Regions from separate parts of the Pan troglodytes genome. Here region 1 is linked to region 2. Evidence: chromatin contacts called from public Hi-C data. All regions are on one chromosome and are shown on one strand. The core of a region is the stretch at or near the end of the contact, and the rest is flanking DNA. Distances in the headings are between cores, read along the strand shown. Region 1 holds the start of TEPSIN (TEPSIN adaptor related protein complex 4 accessory protein). Region 2 holds the start of CHMP6 (charged multivesicular body protein 6).

What was found. Hi-C and Micro-C count contacts between places; a contact is called where the count stands out from the background.
Region 1: a Hi-C map of stem cell-derived neural progenitor cells shows a contact between it and region 2, with 7 times the contacts expected there. The contact joins the promoter of TEPSIN here to the promoter of CHMP6 in region 2. A contact is called at or near these places in 1 of 7 Hi-C or Micro-C datasets (stem cell-derived neural progenitor cells) and 1 of 1 datasets of contacts at active chromatin or transcription factors (stem cell-derived excitatory neurons).

The regions. Positions count from the first base shown.
Region 1 is chr19:94,632,527-94,637,999 of NHGRI_mPanTro3-v2.0_pri, reverse strand. It overlaps TEPSIN (TEPSIN adaptor related protein complex 4 accessory protein), which reads left to right and starts at 2,333. Exons shown (of 13, transcript XM_016933144.3): 1 at 2,333-2,960; 2 at 4,519-4,591; 3 at 4,907-4,998; 4 at 5,177-5,270. The coding sequence starts at 2,913. It overlaps NDUFAF8 (NADH:ubiquinone oxidoreductase complex assembly factor 8), which reads right to left and starts at 2,653. Exons shown (of 3, transcript XM_016933153.3): 1 at 2,499-2,653; 2 at 2,264-2,378; 3 at 647-941. The coding sequence starts at 2,582. The coding sequence ends at 775.
Region 2 is chr19:94,381,164-94,386,188 of NHGRI_mPanTro3-v2.0_pri, reverse strand. It overlaps CHMP6 (charged multivesicular body protein 6), which reads right to left and starts at 1,485. Exons shown (of 8, transcript XM_016930992.4): 1 at 1,272-1,485. The coding sequence starts at 1,334.

The sequences.
Region 1 (5,473 bases), core at 1,084-3,583, 250 kb before region 2:
AGCACGGGCCTGGGGGCAGGTGCAGGCTGCAGCCCCAGGAAAGTGCAGCCTCTGCACCCCGGAGCAGGGGGGCTCTCAAAGCAGTCCCCGCCACGCCCTGCAGGTGGCGCTCAGGCCCCATGGACTCCGGGGTCTCACCATCAACAAGTGCCCGGGCGGAGTCAGGATGTGGCCCTTCTCACCTTAGTTTTAGGTCAAGTGATGTGATAGGGAGGGGGAACGAGAGGGCAGGCGCCATCGGTGAAGTACCTGGGCTGCTGAGGGGGCGACCAACCCCACACAGGAGGGGCACTGGCTGCTGGTGCTCTACGCAGGCCCCTCTCGGAGACTCAGGCCCTTTTGTGAAGAGCCTCCGCCCTGCCCCGTGTCCAGGAAAGCCACCTGCGAGGACCCTGCCCCATGGAGTGTCCCCTCGTGGTGCTGACGTCCTTGTCTTTGGTGTGTGCTGTATACCCACAGCAAGGTCTGCAGGCTTCACCAGATTCACATTAAATACCTTAGTGAGAGTGTTTTAAAACGGGGACCTTGAGGCAGGGTGTCCCCAAGTCCCAGCCCTGCCAGCTTTGGGGGAAAGCCTCTGGGCCCCATTCCATCTCAGAGAGGCCAAGACCCACATGTTGCAGTCTGCACACAGTAAGCCCCAGGCTGCAGGATTTGACCGAGTCTTTATCGTGGCTTCCGTTACATCTTATTCTAACTCAGGTTTACGGACACAATGCTGGAAAACCAATTCCTGCTCTACCCACGCCTCAACTTGTTAAGAAAAAACAGGATCTAACACCGAGGAACGTCACATCTTCGCCATTCCCACTTCCTTTCTGCCCTAGGCATTCGATATGTGCCACCAGGGGCCATCAGGACTAGGGCTCTGCACCCATGGCAGCAGACAGGTGTGAAGCTCAGAGTCCCTCCTAACAGCCTCCCTCCAGCGTCTTCTTGGCCTGCAAGATAAAGTGTTTTGTCTGAATGGCTTGCTTCCAAGTTAGATATGCCTCAAAAGCAAGCTACCACACCACACGTGGTGTTCTACCAAATACCTTACAGAGAACTTGGGTGCTGGCATGTGGTGGGGGCTCGACTGGTTGGAGCCTGGGGCCCCATGGGCAGGTTCTCTGGGTCACTTGTCCACGGGACAAGGGCCTCATGACACCATCACAGAACTCACTGCTGCCCCCTCCTCTGAGCCCCCACGAGATGCCACATTTGGTCTCAAGCTCTCATAAAGGGAAGGCAGGAGCCCCCCCCCCCCCTTTTTTTTTTTGAGATGCAGTCTCACTTTGTCGCCTAGGCTGGAGTACAGCAGCGTGATCTCGGCTCACTGCAACCTCCACCTCCCAGGTTCAAGTGATCATCCCACCTCAGCCTCCCAAGTAACTGGGACTACACCACCATGCCTGGCTAATTTTTTTTTCTTTCTTTCTTTCTTTTTTTTTTTTTTGTAGAGACGGGGTCTCCATATGTTGCCCAGGCTGGTCTCAAACTTCTAGGCCTAAGCAATTCACCCGCCTCAGCCTCCCAAAGTGGTAGGATTACAGGCACGCGTCACCATACCCAGCAAAAAGTGCAACTTCTGATGAGTCACCCACCCCTGGATCCAAGGCTGCTGGGGCCGGGTAGGGATGAAGGCCGTGGAGCTCTTGTTCAAATACCCTTTCTCTGGTCCAAATCTCCGGATTAACAGCTCCCAGTAAACAGAGTCAGCACTGGCATCAAGGCCTACCCAGATACACTGAGGTGGTACCCGGTGCGGCTGACTCTTAGGGAACCAGCCTCAGAATGACTTAAAGCCCCACGGGCAAGAAGCCCTATCGTGCCAGTTGTGAGGGTGGCTGGGGGTTCCCGGCAGGACACGTGCTGAAGGAATCCACCACCGCAGGTGCACAGGGGCTGCAAGTGCCAGGGAGGTGAAGACCCGGAAGGTGCTGGGCACTTTCCGGGAGTCCTGTGTTGGGTCAATCCTGGCATGACACCCCTCGGCGGCAGTGCTAACACGAAAGCTTACGCGTTTTACAAGGCGCTTTTTTGCACACATCTCCCATCCTTTCTGAGGTTGGTGCCAGTCCCGCTTTACAAACATGCAGGGACAAGCCCAGGACGGCCGAGGTTTCGCGGGCTCGTCGATGGCTCGGTGATTTTGTCAGCCGGCGTCTAAAGCACGCGGCAGGCGCTCAAACCTTGAACCAACGGGAAAGCAAAGGAAAGCCGGGGCCCGCTGGCTCTTGGAGGGGAAGGGCTGGGAAGGGGGGAAGGGGCCCGCGCCCACCTACCGCGGCGGCGAAGCAGCTCCGCAGGGCCTCGAACTCCCGCGCGCAAAAGTCCTTACTCAGGCGGCCGCCCGGGGCCGTGGAGGCCTGCACGCACCTGCCGTACGCCGCGGCCTGCGGAAAGGACGGGCGTGGGTCGTGGGGTCCCCTGACCCCGTCACCGCCCTCCCTCCCAGTCACCTCCCCGCGCGGCTCCTCCTGCCCCGCAGCACTGGCCCGCCCGCGGCTCCTCACCTCGGCCCCGCAGGCGGCCAGCCGCTCGGGGAAGGCGCGGAGGCGGCTTCGCACGCGGCCCCACACCACTCCGTTAGCCGACATGAGCGGCTATTCCCAGCCCCCTGGAGGCCGCCATCTTAGGTCCGTCCTCTTCCGGTGTCAAACAGTTTGATAGGTCGGCGCTTCCGCCCATAACCTTTCCTGAACTTCTTAATTGGCCAGGCTTTGCCTGGCCTCGAGCCCCTGCAATTGGCTCTTGTCCTAGTCTGTCTGTGCTCTGGGACTTCGGATTGGCCTAGGCTCCAATTGTTTACGAAGCCAACCTCAGGGCCCGCCCTACCGTGAGGGATTGGTCGGCGGACCCAGACCCGCGCAGTGATTGGAGGGCCCGGGCCTGGCGGAAGCGGGGCAGACCGGGAGGGGACCTGGATCATGGCTGCCGCGCCGCCGCTACGGGACCGCCTGAGCTTTCTACACCGGGTGAGTGAGGGCGGTCCGCCCGGGCCCCGGTCCCACGGCTCCTCTCGAGCGCCGCATTCCCCGGACTCGCCCCAGGCTGGAGCCATTGACCTTGCGTCTCCGCGCCGGGTAGCTGCTCCTGGCCCCTTCGCCCGCGCCGACGCCCCTGAGCTGCCTGCCCGCCCGCCGCGCCGTCCCAGGGCCTTCCAAGCCGGGCCTTCCAAGCCGGGCCTTCCAAGCCGGGCCTTCCAAGCCGGACCCGCCGAGCGCAAGGGCGATGGGCACAGCCAGACCCTGGGGGAACGAACAGGCCTCGGCCAGCATTCAGTGGCCTCCGACGGGAGGGAAGGAGCGGCGGACCCGGTGGACGTGGAGCCGCTGTGTCCGTGCTGCTGGCGCCCAGATGGGCTGGCAGCCCGCCGTCCTCCCTGACGGTGGCGTTTCAGAGGACTCCGGTCCTGGAGAGGCACCCCTGGGTTGCAGAGAACACAGACATCTCGAAGGGACAGAGAAGGACGCACCATTGTAAGCCCCTCTTAGTAAACCCTCTGAGAAGTAGAGGCCGGGGCGAGTTCCCAGGTGTCGTCCTGAGCAAACTGCCCTCTTTTGTCAGCCCTGAGCTTTCCTGGGCTGGACCTCAGAGGGGGCTGGGTGGTCCCAGGGCGTGACCTTGGGCTGCCAGAAGCCACGCTAGGGTTGGTCAAGGCTCTCAGTGCAAGGTTTCGACATAGTCGTTCTGTGCTGCGTTCTGCAGTTGTCAGCTGTCACCTGCAAACCTCAGTAGCTCCCCTTAGGGCTTGGTGGGCAAATAGTGTCAGTGATGCGTGTCCACAGCCTCGGGAAACACTTCAGGTCCACGTTTTCGTATGTTGTCACTAGATCTCGGCCCTTCCGACTGAAAGGCTTCGGCACCTCACGCGGTGGGTCCCATGCTTGTCCTCTTAAATACTCTTGAACTCTATTCTGTCCTGATACTGAACAATGCAAGAATGGGTGGTTCCAGTTTTCATCCCTATAAACCGTACATCTTTGTGCCAGTAAGTAAGCATGAAACAAATAAGTACGTCTGCGCTAAGCGAACGTAAAACACACGACATCAGTCGGTTCTCGGGGAGCGATGGAGCTAGCCAGGCTGAGCGGCTGTCACTCTGCCAATCCGGCCTCTGGGGAGGTGGAACGATTCATAGTCCCCTGTGTGGAAAAGGGGCTTGCCTGGGCCTTGTTTGGCTTTGCTAGTCAGTAGGTAGGTATAGGAGAGGTACCTTCAAATAGCCTTACGTGCTGGTAAGTGCAGGGAGGCTGGGGGCTGTGTCCCTTCTTAACCCAAGTGGCGCAGCTCCTCCGTGGAGAACCACCATTGATTTGCCTCTTCTCTGAGGCTGTTCATCCCTGACTGTTGAGAGAGGACCCTGCTGCAGCCTCCCTGTGGCCAGTAGCACAGTTCTCATCCCTTCCCAGTCCTCTCTCTGGCCATGTCAACAGTGAGAGGTGGGTCGTTTCCATCCCCTTTGGGGGGCTGCGGATTCACCCCTGTGGGAAATGGCACCTCATCATGGTAGGGGCTCTTGTTCCCTTTCAGCTCCCGATTCTCCTGAAGGGGACGTCCGATGATGATGTCCCGTGTCCGGGCTACCTGTTTGAAGAGATTGCTAGTATCCTTCCTCGATGTCCCCGTGTAGTGGAAAGAGCGGATGGCAGGGTCCCAGAGTGGTGCAAAGGGTTCCTGGGGATTCTGCTGTCCCTAGGGGGATGCACGGCTCCTTTATTATTGTAACCAGGCGTGGGTGGGGTCTGAAGGCTGCAATACTGATGACACAGGGGACCCTAGAAGCCCAGGTGCTCCTGATGGCAGAGCCTCCAGTAGGCGCCTCCAGGGAGCGTGAACTGAGAGGCCCCATGGCCTGGTCTCCCTGCGGCCTGGCGCAGCCCTCATCATCTCGCCCTTCCCTAACCCGAGCGTGCCGCAGAAATCTCCCACGAATCTCCGGGCAGCAGCCAGTGCCTGCTGGAGTACCTCCTGAGCCGCCTGCACAGCAGCTCCGGCCACGGGAAGCTCAAGGTGAGCCCCTGGGTGGTCAAGGGTCAGGCCCGAGGCCCGGCCCACGGTGGTGAGGATGGAGGAGCAGACGAGCGGCCCAGGGTGGCAGGCAGCTCTGTGCCCTTGGGGTGCCCCCGGGCCCTGCCCTGGGTGTCCCGTGTCCGGCCTGCCCAGCACTGCTGACCGCCCCACTCCCCAGGTGCTGAAGATCCTGCTCTATCTGTGCAGCCACGGCTCCTCCTTCTTCCTGCTCATCCTCAAACGCAACTCTGCCTTCATCCAGGAAGCTGCAGGTACAGAGGCCGCGCACATGCTCAGGAAGAGCCAGGGTTTTGGAGAATGGGGGAGGGTGGCGAATCCTCCAGGTTTGAGAAGGAAGACTTCAGCCAGAGCCCTCACCTGGGCCAGGTCCCGATCAAAGCCCTGCCTTGCTGATCCTGGCCCATCCCTGGCCTCTCCACCTGCTGCCCACCCTCACCCCAGCTGGCCGGCTCGG
Region 2 (5,025 bases), core at 236-2,735:
GTGTGTGCTAAGGATGCTGTTCCCAAGCACCCGAAATCCCCGGGAGACCTACGGCAGCCTGGAACACGGGTCTGCACAGCCGAGATCCCACAGTGACCCTTGGCAAGTGGAAAGCTGTGCTTGAAGAGAAACCGGAACTGAGTCCTTAAAGAGAGGGGAGGGAGTGCCTTGGGGCTGCCAGGGTAGGTGGAAGGTGGACGATGGAGGCTGGGCCCAGCTGTCTGCAGACAGCTCGGGACGGTGCCCAGCGCTGTGCCCATCTTCTCTAGGGACAAATGTGCCCGTTGTTTCTTTTCACAGCTTATGGACTCAGATGCCAACGTAAGATTCCCTCTTTCATTTACATTCGCTTCTCTTTTAGTATAAAATTAACCTATTTCTATTGCACAAAATTTAGAAAAGAAAGCATCCGAAAAAGCTAGCCCTGCTTCCATTTCGGGGTCTCTTTCGTGACACGTTTATCTCGTTACAAAAATGGACTATTCTTAACCCGCCGTGTCCCTGACATGCCAGGCGATTCCTCCTCCTACAGAAGCTAACTTTCACATGGGAAAAGGCACCACCACCGGCCCGGCTGTGCCCCGGAGTCAGTCTGGAGTCGCCGCAAACAAACGCGCCAAACACGGTGGTCCTGCACCCAGGCGCTGCGGAAACCCGGCAGGACCCCGGCAGGCGTTCGGCGCACCTGTCGGCCGCTCCTCGGACCAGGGCAGATTTCCTTCCAGTCCTGGCCTGGATGGGGTGAGGGAGAGGGGATGCTCCGCGCTGCCTCGCGAAGCCGGCAGCACCGCTGGGGCTCCGACCCAGGGCACCAGGAGGCAAATGAGCCGCGGGACGGGGGCGGGGGCAGCGACTCCGGGAGAGCCGGGACCCCCGGGGCCGGGACCTGCTCCCGCGGGCCCAGAGCCAGGGAAAGCCCAGCGCCGCGCGGACCCCACGGACAGGCCGCCAGGCTGTGGCCGAGCCCCGAACGCCGGCGTCGAATCCCGCAGTCACCAGCCGCGCCCACCCCGGCGGAGGTCGCAGAGGCGGACGCGCGGGCCCGGGGGAAGTCGGCAGCCACGGCGCCGCGCAGGAGACCCCGGCCCGAGGCCCCGCGGGGGAGGAGGGACGCAGGGCGGAGAGACCGAGGGGCCCGGCTGCGCGCTGCGCCTCAGTTTCCCCATCCGAACGCGGGGGGCCGAGGGCGCGGGGCTCTTCCGGCCCCGCCGCCCGCCCCGGCCCCGTCGCCTGTCCCGGCCCCAGCCCTGACCCCGGGCCCGGGCCCTCACCAGGATGGCCTTGTCCTGCTCCGTGACGCGGCTCTGCTTCTTGCGGCCGAACAGGTTGCCCATGGCGGCGCCCGCCCCTGGCCCGGGACCCACCAAGTCCAATCGCCACCCCCGCCCCACGGCTACCGTAGCTCGGGTCCTCCCGCTACGGCGGCCGCGCCGGGCCAGGCGCCGCGGAACGCGAAGCCCGAGCGCCTCCTCCGGCCGCGCGCCGTTGCCGCGGGTTCGAAACCACAGCCCGCCGGTCTCGGCGACCGCCGCGAACACCGCGGCCTCCTTGGACTGGTACAGAGAAGTGGCACGGATACCTGGATGTTAGGCCCCGCGATGTTCGGGCCCGGGATGTTCTAAATAACGTGTTTCCGTGCACCCTTCCTGTGCAGGTGAAGGCAAAAATTTCTTATCTCCTAATTAGATGGGATCCTTTTAGATTAACATAATTCAGTCTCCCCAGGCTTTCAGGAATCTTGTGCAGGAATCACTGTCCCACTGGCTCTGAACACAAAATGCCGCATTAATGATGTGATATCCAACGTTTTGCACTTTTTTTTTTTTTTTGATGAAGTCCTGCTCTGTCGCCCAGGGTGGAGTGCAGGGGCACTATCTCGGCTCACTACAAACTCTGCCTCCCGGGTTCAAGTGATTTTCCTGCTTCAGCCTCCTGAGTAGCTGGGACTACAGGTGCCTGCTGCCACGCCCGGCTAATTTTTGTTAGTAGAGACGGGGTTTCACCATATTGGCCAGGCTGGCCTTGAGCTCCTGACCTTCTGATCCACCCACCTCGGGCTCCCAAAGTGCTGGGATGACAGGCGTGAGCCGCCGCGCCCGGCCCGCTTTGCATTTTAAAGTGTTCCCTGAAATGCAACCAGCAGCGCCCTCCACCCAGCCCTTCAGCCCTGGGATCTTCCCTCTTCCACTGCGCTGCTCCCCGTCTGTAGATCAGTGCCAGGAGGAGACCAGCATGGCTGGGCTCAGCTTCTCCTTCCAAGGAATTGTGGCTGCGTCCCCCACAGAAGCATTCTTCCCTGGGGTGCTAAGAAACACATGAATGGGGATAAAGGGTAAAAGGGAGAAGCCACCCCGGTTCCCGCCTGAGTATCCTGACTGTGGTTCCTGAGCATTCACTAAGTGTCAAAGAAAAGCACTCAGCTGAGGATGGCTTGAGGCCAGGAGTTCAAGACCAGCCTGGCAACATAGCAAGACCCCCGTCTCTACAAAAAATATAACAAATAACATCGAAAGGAGAATAATTATCACCTGTTCCAAACCTTTGGACTCCAGAACCTTCACTGAGGTGAGGGGGCCCCTGAATTTTTGTGGGGTTCATCTCCCATCCTCTGATTTGTCTCACTAAGACATCTGAAGTACTTTTTTCCTTGGTGTCCATGGGGACGTTGAGGAAAAAAAAAAAAAAGACTTGCTACTCCCTGCTCCTCATGAAGGGGGAAGGAAGAGCTGGGTAGAGGAAGGCGTGATCCTTGGCTAGGGATCCCCCCACTGCCTGTGCCCACAAACCTAGGTGAGGACAGGGATTTTTGTTTTCCTGCCCAAATGTTGCATTTCCAAAGACCACCCTGGCCTGCCACGCCCCCATCCTGTCCGTATAAAATCCCCGAGACTCTAGCAGACTCCGTCTGGCCAGGCGTGGTGGCTCACGCCTGTAATCCCAGCACTTTGGGAGGCTGAGGTGGGTGGATCACCTGAGGTCAGGAGTTCGACATCAGCCTGGCCTGACATAGTGGACTGTGTCTCTACAAAACTACAAAAGTTAGTGGGGCATGGTGGCATGCACCTGTAATCGCAGCTTCTTGGGAGGCTGAGGCAGGAGAATCGCTTGAACTTGGGAGGTGGAGGTTGCAGTGAGCTGAGATCACACCACTGCACTCCAGCCTGGGCGATAGTGCGATACTCTGTCTCCAAAAAAAAAAGAAAAAGAAAAAGAAAAGAAATTGGAATCCATCTGATGCCAGTGTCTTGTCATTCCTGAGACGCTTGAGTATTTCCCTCCCTCTGTTACACATTTACTTTGGTAAACAGGTACAGGTCCCTTTGGGGGACTCTTCCCGTGGCTTTGCTGCTGTATTCCTTACAGCAATGCTTCAGGGGTCTCCCTCAAGGAACCTGGCCCCCCACTCAAGGGCTCCAGGTCTGTGAATTGGCTCAGCCTGGAAACAGGTGAGAGGCCGTGGCTGTCCACTGTGGTGACTCAAGTCAGGTTTGGCCACCAGACCCAGAGTTTTGTTTCTGTTGTGTAAGACAAACGGCACTCTGGTCTGCCAACCCTTTGTTTCACCCTGGGCACTGTGATTCGCCGGAGGACCCTGCAGGCCACGGCATCCCGAGCGCCAGTTCCTTCTGCCGCCGCTGGCCCACACAGCCCGCGTGGGACTTGACGGCGGCGGATGCCCCCTGTCCTGCTGCTGCTCTGGGATGTGTCACCCCATGGAGATCAAGGAGCGCATCTCCGCCGGGGCACCCCTCTCCCCGCGGTCACACTTGGCCTATGAAGGAGAGCAGTAGCAGGACTTTTCAGGGTGCAGGGGCTCCCCTCGCCCGGGTGTTCCTCACGTCCGGGAAGGTGGTGTTTCTGAGCCTGCAGGGCGTGGCTGGGTGTGGGCGTGCAGGTCACACTCACAGACTGCCTGTCCGTGGACCTTCGGATTCTCTCCTCCACAGCAGGCCATGGAGGGTCTGGGGTCTTGGGTTCCTGACCTGCGGGCCTCTGGGTCTGAGCTTCAGCCGTCGCGCGAGGGAGCTCTTAGCTGTGGCTGCAGCTGCAGACCCGGCAGAGCGATCAAGGCCCCCAGATCAGGGACTTCAGCCCCCTCTAGCGTTCCAATTCGGCGTTCCCGGTCCAACCCCCGGAATCCACTCCCGCAGGTTCTCCCCAGGTTCCCCACGATATCTATCTGAAATATCTCTGAAATCTTGTAGCATGTAAGCCAGGGTTTGCCAAACTACAGCCTGCGGGCCACATCCGGCCTGGAATCTATTTTTTTGTACAGCCTTTGAGTTAAGAGTGGATTTTACATTTCTTAAGGATTGTAAAACACACACACACACACACACACACACACACAATAACACCGAAAAGGAGGAGGAACGGAGGAGGGAGAAGGAGAAGAGCAAGAGCAAGGTGGCCAGAGGCCGTATGTGGCTCACGGAGCCTGATATTTACTGTTTGATTTTTTATTTTTATTTTTTTTGAGACAGAGTCTCACTTTGTCACCCAGGCTGGAGTGCAGTGGTGTGATCTCAGCTCACTGCAGCCTCTGCCTCCCAGGTTCAAGCGATTCTCCTGCCTCAGCCTCCTGAGTAGCTGGGATTACAGGCACCTGCCACCGCGCCCAGCTAATTTTTTTTTTGTATTTTTGGTAGAGATGGAGTTTCACCATGTTGACCAGGCTGATCACAAACTCCTGACCTCAGGTAATCCACCCACCTCGGCCTCCCAAAGTGCTGAGATTACAAGCGTGAGCCACCGCGCCTGGGTGCTGTTTGTTCTCTTACAGAAAAAATTCCCAAGTCCCAGCATGAGCTGTTGTCTCCTGTGTCACGCTGTCCCGGATCCCTAAGATCTGATGCTAATTGTAGGCAACAGGAAGTGGCTGTGCTGGCTTGGGGAGGACAGCAACCTCTTGCAAGGGTCTCACCGGTGGGCTCTTGAGGGTTTTCAAACTCAGGAGCACCAGCAACGTCAGCCACCACCACTCCCACTGGCAAGGGAGCCTTGGGGCACCCTGGCAGGAGCCGA